3 separate regions of the Mus musculus genome follow, and regions 2 and 3 are each linked to region 1. Evidence: chromatin contacts called from public Hi-C and HiChIP or PLAC-seq data. All regions are on one chromosome and are shown on one strand. The core of a region is the stretch at or near the end of the contact, and the rest is flanking DNA. Distances in the headings are between cores, read along the strand shown. Region 1 overlaps Dscaml1 (DS cell adhesion molecule like 1). Region 2 overlaps BC049352 (cDNA sequence BC049352). Region 3 holds the start of Scn2b (sodium channel, voltage-gated, type II, beta).

Region 1 (2,972 bases), core at 286-2,785:
ACACTCACATACACACACACCCAGACACACAGACACACACAGACATACACAGAGACACACACACACAAACACACACCTCTACACCCACAGAAAATGAGCACAGAGAACTGCACTCTAATTTTCAAAGAATTGTGCACTCCTTGCCTCTGGGTGACTCAGCGTCACAGCCCAGAAGAGACAAGGTTGTAGATTCCTAATTTGCAAAAGAACTAAGCTCCCCAATCTGTTGGGAGGAAGAGCTCAGGCCACACGGGTTCCCTGCCTGGTAAGGACAGCAAGCACCCTGGGCATGGCACCGCCCTCCAGTCTTGCACTGTCGTGAACTCACCAGTCCCCAGATGCCCTAGCCCAAAAGGGCTCAGAGTGGCTCTGCACCTGTCCCCAACAGGAACTGTGCACAAGGTTAGTCACAGCATCACTCGCCCACCCCTCCTGGGGAAGGCAGGAAGGACGGTGATGAGATACCTGCTCACATTATAAGGATATATGTACCTTCTCCCATCATTTCCCTGCAGACAGCCTGAGGCCAAGAAAAGGACGTTCCTTTTGTCCTGTTACAAGTCCTTGGGTCCTTCAGCTCTCCCATTGGCCATGGAGAATGTCCCTCGGTGACATCTATCTCTCAGCACATGTGTGCATCCGCACAGCCATGTGCAGGAGAGCCTGTGTTGCAAGATCTCACGACTGCAGAGATAACTAATTACCAGCTCCCTCTGGCCTCAGGGCCCCCATCTGTTCCAGGAACTGTTCCCCCTCCTTGGACTTGCGCCCTGATCTCAGAGGGGCCCTAGTGCTCTCCTCTCCCCCATTCCCTGCGGCTGGCCAAAAAAATAAAATAAAATAAAATGAAAGTCAGCCCCATCCGGCCGATGCCAAGGAAGAGGCTGACAGGAGGGCTACAAACTAGCGCTTATCAAAAGCGCCTTCTCAAATTCATTTCAATATCTGAGCCTCTGGTTTCCAAGGCAACATAATCTTTTCATCAAAGCAACTGGTGAAACCACTGGGATCTGATATTGTTTTGTTGGCAACTTGTCAAAACTGTCATTTGGTTAAAAAAATGTTATAGATTTATGTAACCTACAAATATATATAGCGATCCATACTACTAATAATCACTAATAAAGTACTGCCCAGTACAACTCTCCCCACTGCCTCTCTACCCCATCCTGAGAAGGAAAGAGTGTAATTAGGTGGCAGGGCGGGGAGGTGACTAGGCAGGGGACAGGCTGGAGGGCTGGCTACAGCCCTAACAAGGCAAAGGCAGTCATTTGGCTTCTCCACAGAACCTTTCTCTTTGCATGTGGTCTTCCTGGGACCCCAAGTCCCTCATTCTCCTTTCTCTGACTGCCTCTCATCATTTACTCAAAATACCCATATGTGTTGGCCTGTAGCCACAGCTACTAAAGCCTATATAACCGAGAGGGGTACCAAGGTTGGCCTACAAATACTGCAGGACTAGCTCCATCAGCTCCCGGGGTTGAGCCCAGCACAGTACTGTCCACTGCCTTTCTCAGGCTGGGAAAGAGCGTGCTGGACAGATCCTGTCCAAGGACACCAAGGACAATGGCAGGCAAGGGGCCAAGGCACGGTTTCTGTTTCATAGTGTGACTTTGTCTCCGCCCACAGGCTCCCAGCGAGTACGAGACCAGTCCTGAACAGCTCTTCTACCGGATCGCCCACCTGAACCGGGGACAGCAGTACTTGCTATGGGTGGCTGCGGTCACCTCTGCAGGCAGGGGGAACAGCAGCGAGAAGGTCACCATTGAACCTGCTGGCAAGGGTGAGAAGCCTGTGCCTAGGGTCTGATAGAAGCTTCCAGAAGCTCATTTGCAGAATTCTGGCTCCTCCCAAATAGGTGCTGCGTCCCTTCCCCAGTACTTTGGCTGTGGGGAGATGGCCAGTAGTCTCCCTTCTGCATCCACCAAAGAATAACCCTCTGCTGCCCCCTGACTCTGGAAAAGTCACACAACAAGCTACAATCAGGCCCTTGCTTGAGGGCTATACTGTTAACTCTCCTCTGACTTGAGATTCCCCCTCCAGCCCCCATCCACAGCAGAGCCTTGGTCTTAGCACTCAGCTCCTGAATGAGGAGCATCTCAGGATATGGGATACATGGATGCTTCCATGGGGCCTTTGGGACTCCAGAGAAAGCCTCATGCTGCAACCAGAAAGTGCAGGCTCAGTGCTCCTTTACCCGCCAGCAGGCTGGGGAACAAGACCTTCTCAGGGCAGGCCTCACTGATCCCTGATCTGGGCATGAGGGACTGCCCATAGGTATTCCCAATCTTTGAAGAGAATGATAGCTCTGAGGTCCTACCCAAAACTCAGTATCACTCACACAATGGAACAATGGCCTCTTGTCTGTCTTGGCCAAGGGGCAGAAGAACTGGCAACAGTAAGCTTCAAGTCTTCCAGTATCTCCAGCCTCTAGGCACCTTCCTCTTGCCCTGCCCCTTCCCTTCCCCAATCAATCCCAAGCTCACCTGACTCTCCCAGGCCTGGCTTGCCTTGGAAGGAGAGAAGCCTCCCTGTTGTCCACAGAGACAGAGCCAGCAAGCCTCCACCTGAGGGTCCATGGTAAGCCATGGGCTCACCCTTGCAGCCTTCCATCCAGCTGCACGGCCTGGCCATCCCAGACAGCTGAGATGTGCCGTGTTGAGCCTTGCAGCTCTGAGTCAGAGCTCCTTGCATATCACTGTCTCCACATCCTCACCTCCTTACCTCCTTCTCGGGGTACCACCTATCCTTTCTCCAGATCTCACCTCCTTCAGAAGCAAAGGAGCCTAGAGTCTTCCCCCTTCCCAGGACAAGGCCCTAGGTCCTGAGCTCTTGGCAGAAGTCTGTCCCCTGCCCCTGTGAGCATCAAATACAACCCATTCCTACACAAACACAGCTATCCCGTAAGGTTGAGCACCTCTGCCATACTTACACAAACTCACACAAATTCATACTTACACACACATACACAT
Region 2 (2,974 bases), core at 113-2,612, 520 kb before region 1:
TGGAAGGGATGGGGAGGGGAGGGACAAAGAAGGGGAGAAACTTTTGTATGGGAAGAGTCTTGTTTAAGGAACCCACTCCCTCTTCAACAAATCACTCTATTATCATGGCACTAATCCTTTTTCTCTGCCGCCACAGGCTAGTCACTTCTCATTAGGTTTCGTCGCTTAGTGCTGATTAAGGATTATATTCTCAGCACATACTGAGAACCATAGCAATATATGGCTAAAACTGTCAAGTATTTCCAGGGGACCATCTACTGGTCTTCCCAGGAGAAACCAGTACCTGGCCCCTAAATGGTGCCTTGGTAGTGACTATTATGAATTTAATGTCAAGTGCAGCCCCCTCCATAGAGAACCACAATTTAGTAAGAGGAGAGAGATGATGAGACCAGGTACGAGGCAGTTACAACAGTCCAGGTGAAAGATGGAAAAGAGATGAAGATGAAGACAGAGCTGTACCTCTCACCTCACTGTGCAGCCTGGTCCTGATTTACATGCTTAGTTAGGGATTTACTGCTGTGAACAGACACCATGACCAAGGCAAGTCTAATAAAGGACAACATTTAATTGGGGCTGGCTTACAGGTTCAGAGGTTCAATCCATTATCATCAAGGCAGGAACATGACAGCATCCAGGCAGGCATGGTACAGGAGGAGCTGAGAGTTCTACATCTTCATCTGAAGGCTGCTAGCAAAATACTGACTTCCAGGCAGCTAGGATGAGGGTCTTAAAGCCCACACCCACAGTGACACACCTACTCCAACAAGGTCACACCTACTCTAATAAGGCCACACCTCCTAATAGTGCCACTCCCTGGGCCAAGCATATACAAACCATCACACATGCTCTTTCTAATGTTGTCTTAATGACCTTGCACATGAAGTCTGTATGTTCCCATTTTATAGATGTGGAGACTGAGGGATCTGTCCCAACAGCACCAGCCTGTGCTTGGCAGGATAACTTGAATTGGCATGGGGAAATATGCTGGACTGCCGGCTGTCGAGATTCTGCTGATATAGGATGAGCAGACTTGGCTGAGGTAGCCACGGGATGACTCAGGCTTCCATCTGGGCGATGGAGGTCTGAGGTGGACCATTAAGAGATGAGTTCAGTGGTTGACCCCATTGGAGAGGAGAAGCTTTTTAGATCGTCTGCATCCAGGCCTTGGCACGCCCTGCAAATGATCATTTATTGATAATGCTGGTGCCTCTGGCTTGACTGAGTGCTTTTGGCCACATAGTGATGCTTCGGGTGGGAGGGTGACGGCTGCTGGCTTCTGGATACCCCTTGGCCTCCATAGGGCTTCCAGAAACACAGACATAGCGGTGCCAGGCAAAAGGGGACTCATTGCTCTCCCCTAAGCTCTCTGAGTAGACTTCATCCCCAGCCCAAAAGGCCATCAGTGAACACTACTCTGTGAGGTCGATAGGCAGGGCCATCCTGGATGCTCCTTACGTAATAGCCCCTCCTCTCCCCACCTTTCTTTCTATCTTGCCCGGTCATGTAGCCATGTGCAGAACAGTAGGCATAGGGCCAGAATGAAAGACCTTGAGCCTGACATCTTCAGGCCCAGCTGTCTCTGGCTCTTCTCCCTGGCTCTGGGAGAGATGTTCATTGAGCAAAAGTGTGCTGAGTACCCAGAATGTGCTGGCTACTAAGACTCAACGCTGAGGTGAGGAAGGCAAACTTCCCCTACCTCTGAAGCTCCTCACGAGCGAGGAGGGAGACTTAACACAGACATCACAGGGTGATCCGCTGGCAAACACTAGTGTGAGAACAGCCGGGGGCACAGGCAGCTACCGCTGCAGACAGAACATTTGAACTGAGCTTAGCGGGATAAATTGGATTTTGTCAGGGGGGAGACTGAATACAGTGGAGAGAGACACCCTCAGCCCAGACAGGAGGCTGTGTGTGTTTAGAGAATTTGTGATTAATTCCAAAAGAACCAATTGAGAAACGTCTCTGGGGGCAGCCTGTACGAAGATGATATAAATAAGCCTGGTAGACAGCTCTGTAGTGAAAAGTATTGGCTGCTCTTTCCAAGGTCCTAGGTTCAAATTCCAGCACCCACAGGGTAGCTCACAACCATCTGTAACTCTCGCTCCAGGGGAATCTGACACCCTCTTTTGGCCTCTAAGGGCACTGGGCATACAAGCCAAGTGGTGCACAGACACACACACACACACACACACACACACACGACTCAATGAATAATGAATGCATAGCCCTGTGATGAGAAACTCACAAAAGGCAGCTTTGTTTGACGGCTCGTACACAGCTATAGAACATGAATATAGACTTTTTATGAGAAGTCTCCAAATTAGGATTTTTGAACCTTGAGATTGTGCAAAATGATGTCTTGGAACAGATGAAAAATACTGAAATGTTTATGTATATCTCTTTTCTTTAAAAAATAAAACACTCATGTGGAGATTTATTGCTCTTGGAGCACTCATATAGAGACTTATCATCCTTGGGTGTGGGCTAATGATGATGGTGGGTATATCCAAACCTGGACATAAATAAGCACACATATACTCATGATGTAGTCTACACTGTGTGGGTGTGTGCAAGTGAGGTTGTACATGCATGCATTAGTATCTTTGTGTGTGTGTGTGTGTGTGTGTGGTTGCAGAGATCAAAGAAATTTGGAGACCACAACTGTAGGTGAGGAGCAGCTGGCAGGAATTGTGTAAGCACAAGGCTGACTTGGTTGTTTTTGTTTTGTTTGGAAAGAGCACCTGGCTCTCTGTGGAGTGACTGAGGTGGAGGGTGGCAGGCTTCAGGACAGAATCCCAGTGAGGTTCCCTAAGCCAGGTTGGCAGCTCCCCAGCTTTGGTTAGGAGAACCAGGGTAGCAGGGAGAAAGATGTCTCAGTGGCCACAGGTGCATACCTTCAAGTCTGATGACCTGAGTTTAATCCCTGGAACCCCCATGGTACAAGGAGAGAGCTGGCTCGCCTACATTTGGAAAA
Region 3 (2,837 bases), core at 272-2,771, 620 kb before region 1:
GGGGAGTGGGGTTGGGGGGAGGTCAGCCTCTTCCAAAGAGCTGGGTTTGAATCCTGGCTCTGATCTATCACCTGTACATTGGACCTAACGTTAAGATCAAATTGTGATTCCTCACTGTGGACAGATAAATGTGCACAGCTAAATAAATGATTGCTGTTTAAGGACCTGTGATACGCTTGGCTCTGTTCTCCTCTTTGCTTAGGGCCACTTCTCTCCTAACTTCTACTTGTGACAACCTGTATTCTCCCCTCCTTCGAAATAACAAGTTTCAAACATACACCAAAGCCAAGGGAAGTGTGCCCCAGGCACCACCAATCATCTGGGACCATCAGCTACATTACCCACGGGTGTTAAAAACACAGACACTATCTTTATGATACCCGGCAGCATTAGACGTTATTTGTTGACATAATCAACGTCCAGTTTACATTCGCTCCCTGCTCCCCTTGTCTCAAAACCTGTTCCTTTCCTTGTTGATTTGTTTGAATCCGGGTCCCTCAGAGGTCCATGCTCTATTCTCTTGTAAAAGTCTCTTAGGCATTTGTGCATCAGCCTTCTCTGACAAGTTCTGTATTCTGCGGAAATGCTAGAGCAATGAGGAAGTCATTACTTTCCAAGAGCCTCCTGCCCACTTCGCTGAACCCAAACAACAAAAGGCAACTCTTTCCTGGGTGTTTACATCTATGTACGTACGTATGTACGTACGTACGTATGTATGATCTATCTATTCTCTTGCCCCTCCCCGTGTGTGTGTGTGTGTGTGTGTGTGTGTGTGTTGGGGAGAGACAGAGAGAGACAGACAGACAAACAGAGAGACAGAGAGAGAGCATGTAGCATGAGTATACAGGTGCCACTAATGTGTTGAGGTTAGACCATAACTTGCAGGGATCAGTTCTCTCCTTCTGCTGGGTGACCAGGTGTGTTCCCGGGGATCAAACTCAGGTCATCATGCTTGGCAGTGGCCACAAGCACTTTCCCCAGGGAATCAACTCACAGGCCTTTGGGGCGTATTCATATGATAAAAAGGACTTCCTTACAGCCCTTTGATAAAAACAGATGGCTCTAACAGTCTTTCTCTTTTTCCTTTTTTCTTTCTCTCCCTCCTTCCCTCCCTCTCTCCTTCTCTCCCCTCCTTCCTCCCCTCTCTTGCAAGGGTCTTGCTTTGGAGCCTAGGCTAGCTTTGGACTGCTATGAGTTCAAGGCAGTCCTGTCTCTGTTTCCCTAGTGCTAGGATTGCAGGCACGTGCCACCTCACCTAGAATTCTCTAACAATTTTCAAAGTCTAAAAATCATTTCAAATGCAGTAGGAAGGCAAAATTTGATTGAGCTCTGAGTTTAGAGGCTAAATTTTCTGGCAACTTAATTTCTTCCAGGAATATCTTTTTTATGCCCTCCCACCTGCTTTCTGAAATCCACCAACCACAATATTTACTCCATCCCCTTTTTTTTCTTCCTTTCCCTTATACACCACCCCCCTCTCTTTTTAGCAGCCACATACAAGTCGGCCATATTAGAGAGATGGAAATAAAGCTTCCTCAATGTTGCATATGTCTTTGAAGTACATCCGTGCATTTTCTTTTTTAGCATTTAACCATTCCTACCTTGTGGTCCTTGGTCCCTCAATCACCCTTTCCCACAGCCCACCCGCCTAACGTCACAGTCTCTGAAAATGCACAGGGATGCCTGGCTACCTCGCCCTGCCTTCAGTCTCACGGGGCTCAGTCTGTTTTTCTCTTTGGGTAAGTTAGAACCACATCTGCATGCTCCTAAGGGTCAGAAGTGCAGCTGCAGCGGAAAGAGGAGGGGGCGGGGGAGGGGGCAAGAGGGAAGGAGTGTGAGCCGCTTCCCTCTGTGTCCTTGGGAAGGGGCGTGCTGGGGATCTGGGACAGCTGGGACTGCCGGATGCTGGGCTTCTCCTTCCCAGAAATGTTGACTAGAGGGTGAGTGTTGCTCGGGGATGAAAATGGTCAAATTTATCAAGAGGTGGTTCATCCTGTAGATTTCCCTGAAGTGGACCCATGTGGGGGTGGGGCAGAGCTAGGCTGCTCTGCGGTCTCTTCAGGGATTTTTCTCTTCACCACCACCACCACCACCACCACCACCACCACCACCACCACCACCACCATCATCATCATGTTTTCATTTTCAGTTACTTCCCAAGAGATCTCATAGGAGTTGCTGGCTTCTTTAAAAGTCTCATTTGTGAGCCCGTTCCCTGGGATCTGGTGGATTTAAAGGAGATCGCGTTCTCGAGAGTTGGGGGCAGAGAGTTGAGCCTATCCCACCAATTTGTTGGGATGCGTGTGGGAGGAGGTGGGTATCAGGCTTAAGGACCAGCTCCGGGTTGGCAGGAGAGGCACCAGAGTAGCTGCTACCGAGGCAGGCACCCCTGGTGTGAACCAGATGGAATGGATGAGGTCAGGTGCCCAGGATCCTGGGAAAAGGAGCAAACTGTAAGTGGAACCTAGGGAGAGTTCCTTTAAAACCAGTCTCCGTGGTCCAGCCCAACCTTGCAGACCACCCTGTCGTAAGGTCCCAAAGCCAATTTCATAGCTGAACACCTAGAGACCTCGTACTAGGCAGGTATGTTAGGAGGCTATTTGTAGGCCTGCTTCCCGACTCTACCCCACCCCACAACCCATAAGGTCTCACTTTGTAGTCTTGGCTGATCTCGAACTTTCAGTGATTCTCCTGTCTCTTTCTCTTCCTGGGTGATGGGATTACAGACAAGTGCCACCATGCTGGGCTCTAAACCTGCCTTGTGGACAGTTTTACTCTCACTCTTAAAATTCTCTCTGTAGTGCCTGAGGGTCAAGTTTAAGGATCTTAGGTGAGAT

Evidence for each region. A called contact is a pair of places that touch in the nucleus more often than the background predicts. HiChIP or PLAC-seq counts read pairs in DNA pulled down with a chosen protein or histone mark.
Region 2: a contact with region 1 is called in a Hi-C map of cerebellum, with 2.5 times the contacts expected there. The contact joins two enhancer-like sites. A contact is called at or near these places in 2 of 39 promoter capture datasets (embryonic stem cells and hippocampal neurons), 2 of 15 datasets of contacts at CTCF or cohesin (embryonic stem cells and large pre-B cells), 12 of 484 Hi-C or Micro-C datasets (the AML12 cell line, the HL-1 cell line, cerebellar granule neurons and 7 more) and 2 of 9 other capture datasets (macrophages and pancreatic islet).
Region 3: an H3K4me3 HiChIP or PLAC-seq map of forebrain shows a contact between it and region 1, with 3 times the contacts expected there. The contact joins the promoter of Scn2b here to the enhancer-like site in region 1. A contact is called at or near these places in 5 of 39 promoter capture datasets (the 3T3-L1 cell line, the C10 cell line, the HPC-7 cell line and 2 more), 2 of 115 datasets of contacts at active chromatin or transcription factors (astrocytes and forebrain) and 1 of 9 other capture datasets (embryonic stem cells).

Annotation. Positions count from the first base shown.
Region 1 is chr9:45,738,851-45,741,822 of GRCm38.p6, forward strand. Dscaml1 (DS cell adhesion molecule like 1) reads left to right here. Exons shown (of 33, transcript NM_001081270.2): 21 at 1,630-1,783. Among named protein-coding and RNA genes, the nearest start is that of Cep164, 88 kb to the right of the region's middle. Within about 2 kb of position 1,536, at least 49 of the 459 cell types and tissues checked have an H3K27ac peak or open chromatin away from gene starts, as enhancers often do. A contact at or near this core is called in cerebellum and forebrain, where this site is marked.
Region 2 is chr9:45,214,224-45,217,197 of GRCm38.p6, forward strand. All of the region lies in intron 1 of BC049352 (cDNA sequence BC049352), which reads left to right. Among named protein-coding and RNA genes, the nearest start is that of Tmprss4, 12 kb to the left of the region's middle. Within about 2 kb of position 1,363, at least 8 of the 459 cell types and tissues checked have an H3K27ac peak or open chromatin away from gene starts, as enhancers often do. A contact at or near this core is called in cerebellum, where this site is marked.
Region 3 is chr9:45,116,355-45,119,191 of GRCm38.p6, forward strand. It overlaps Scn2b (sodium channel, voltage-gated, type II, beta), which reads left to right and starts at 1,522. Exons shown (of 4, transcript NM_001014761.2): 1 at 1,522-1,739. The coding sequence starts at 1,670. The region is part of intron 1 of Gm10684 (predicted gene 10684); the gene reads right to left.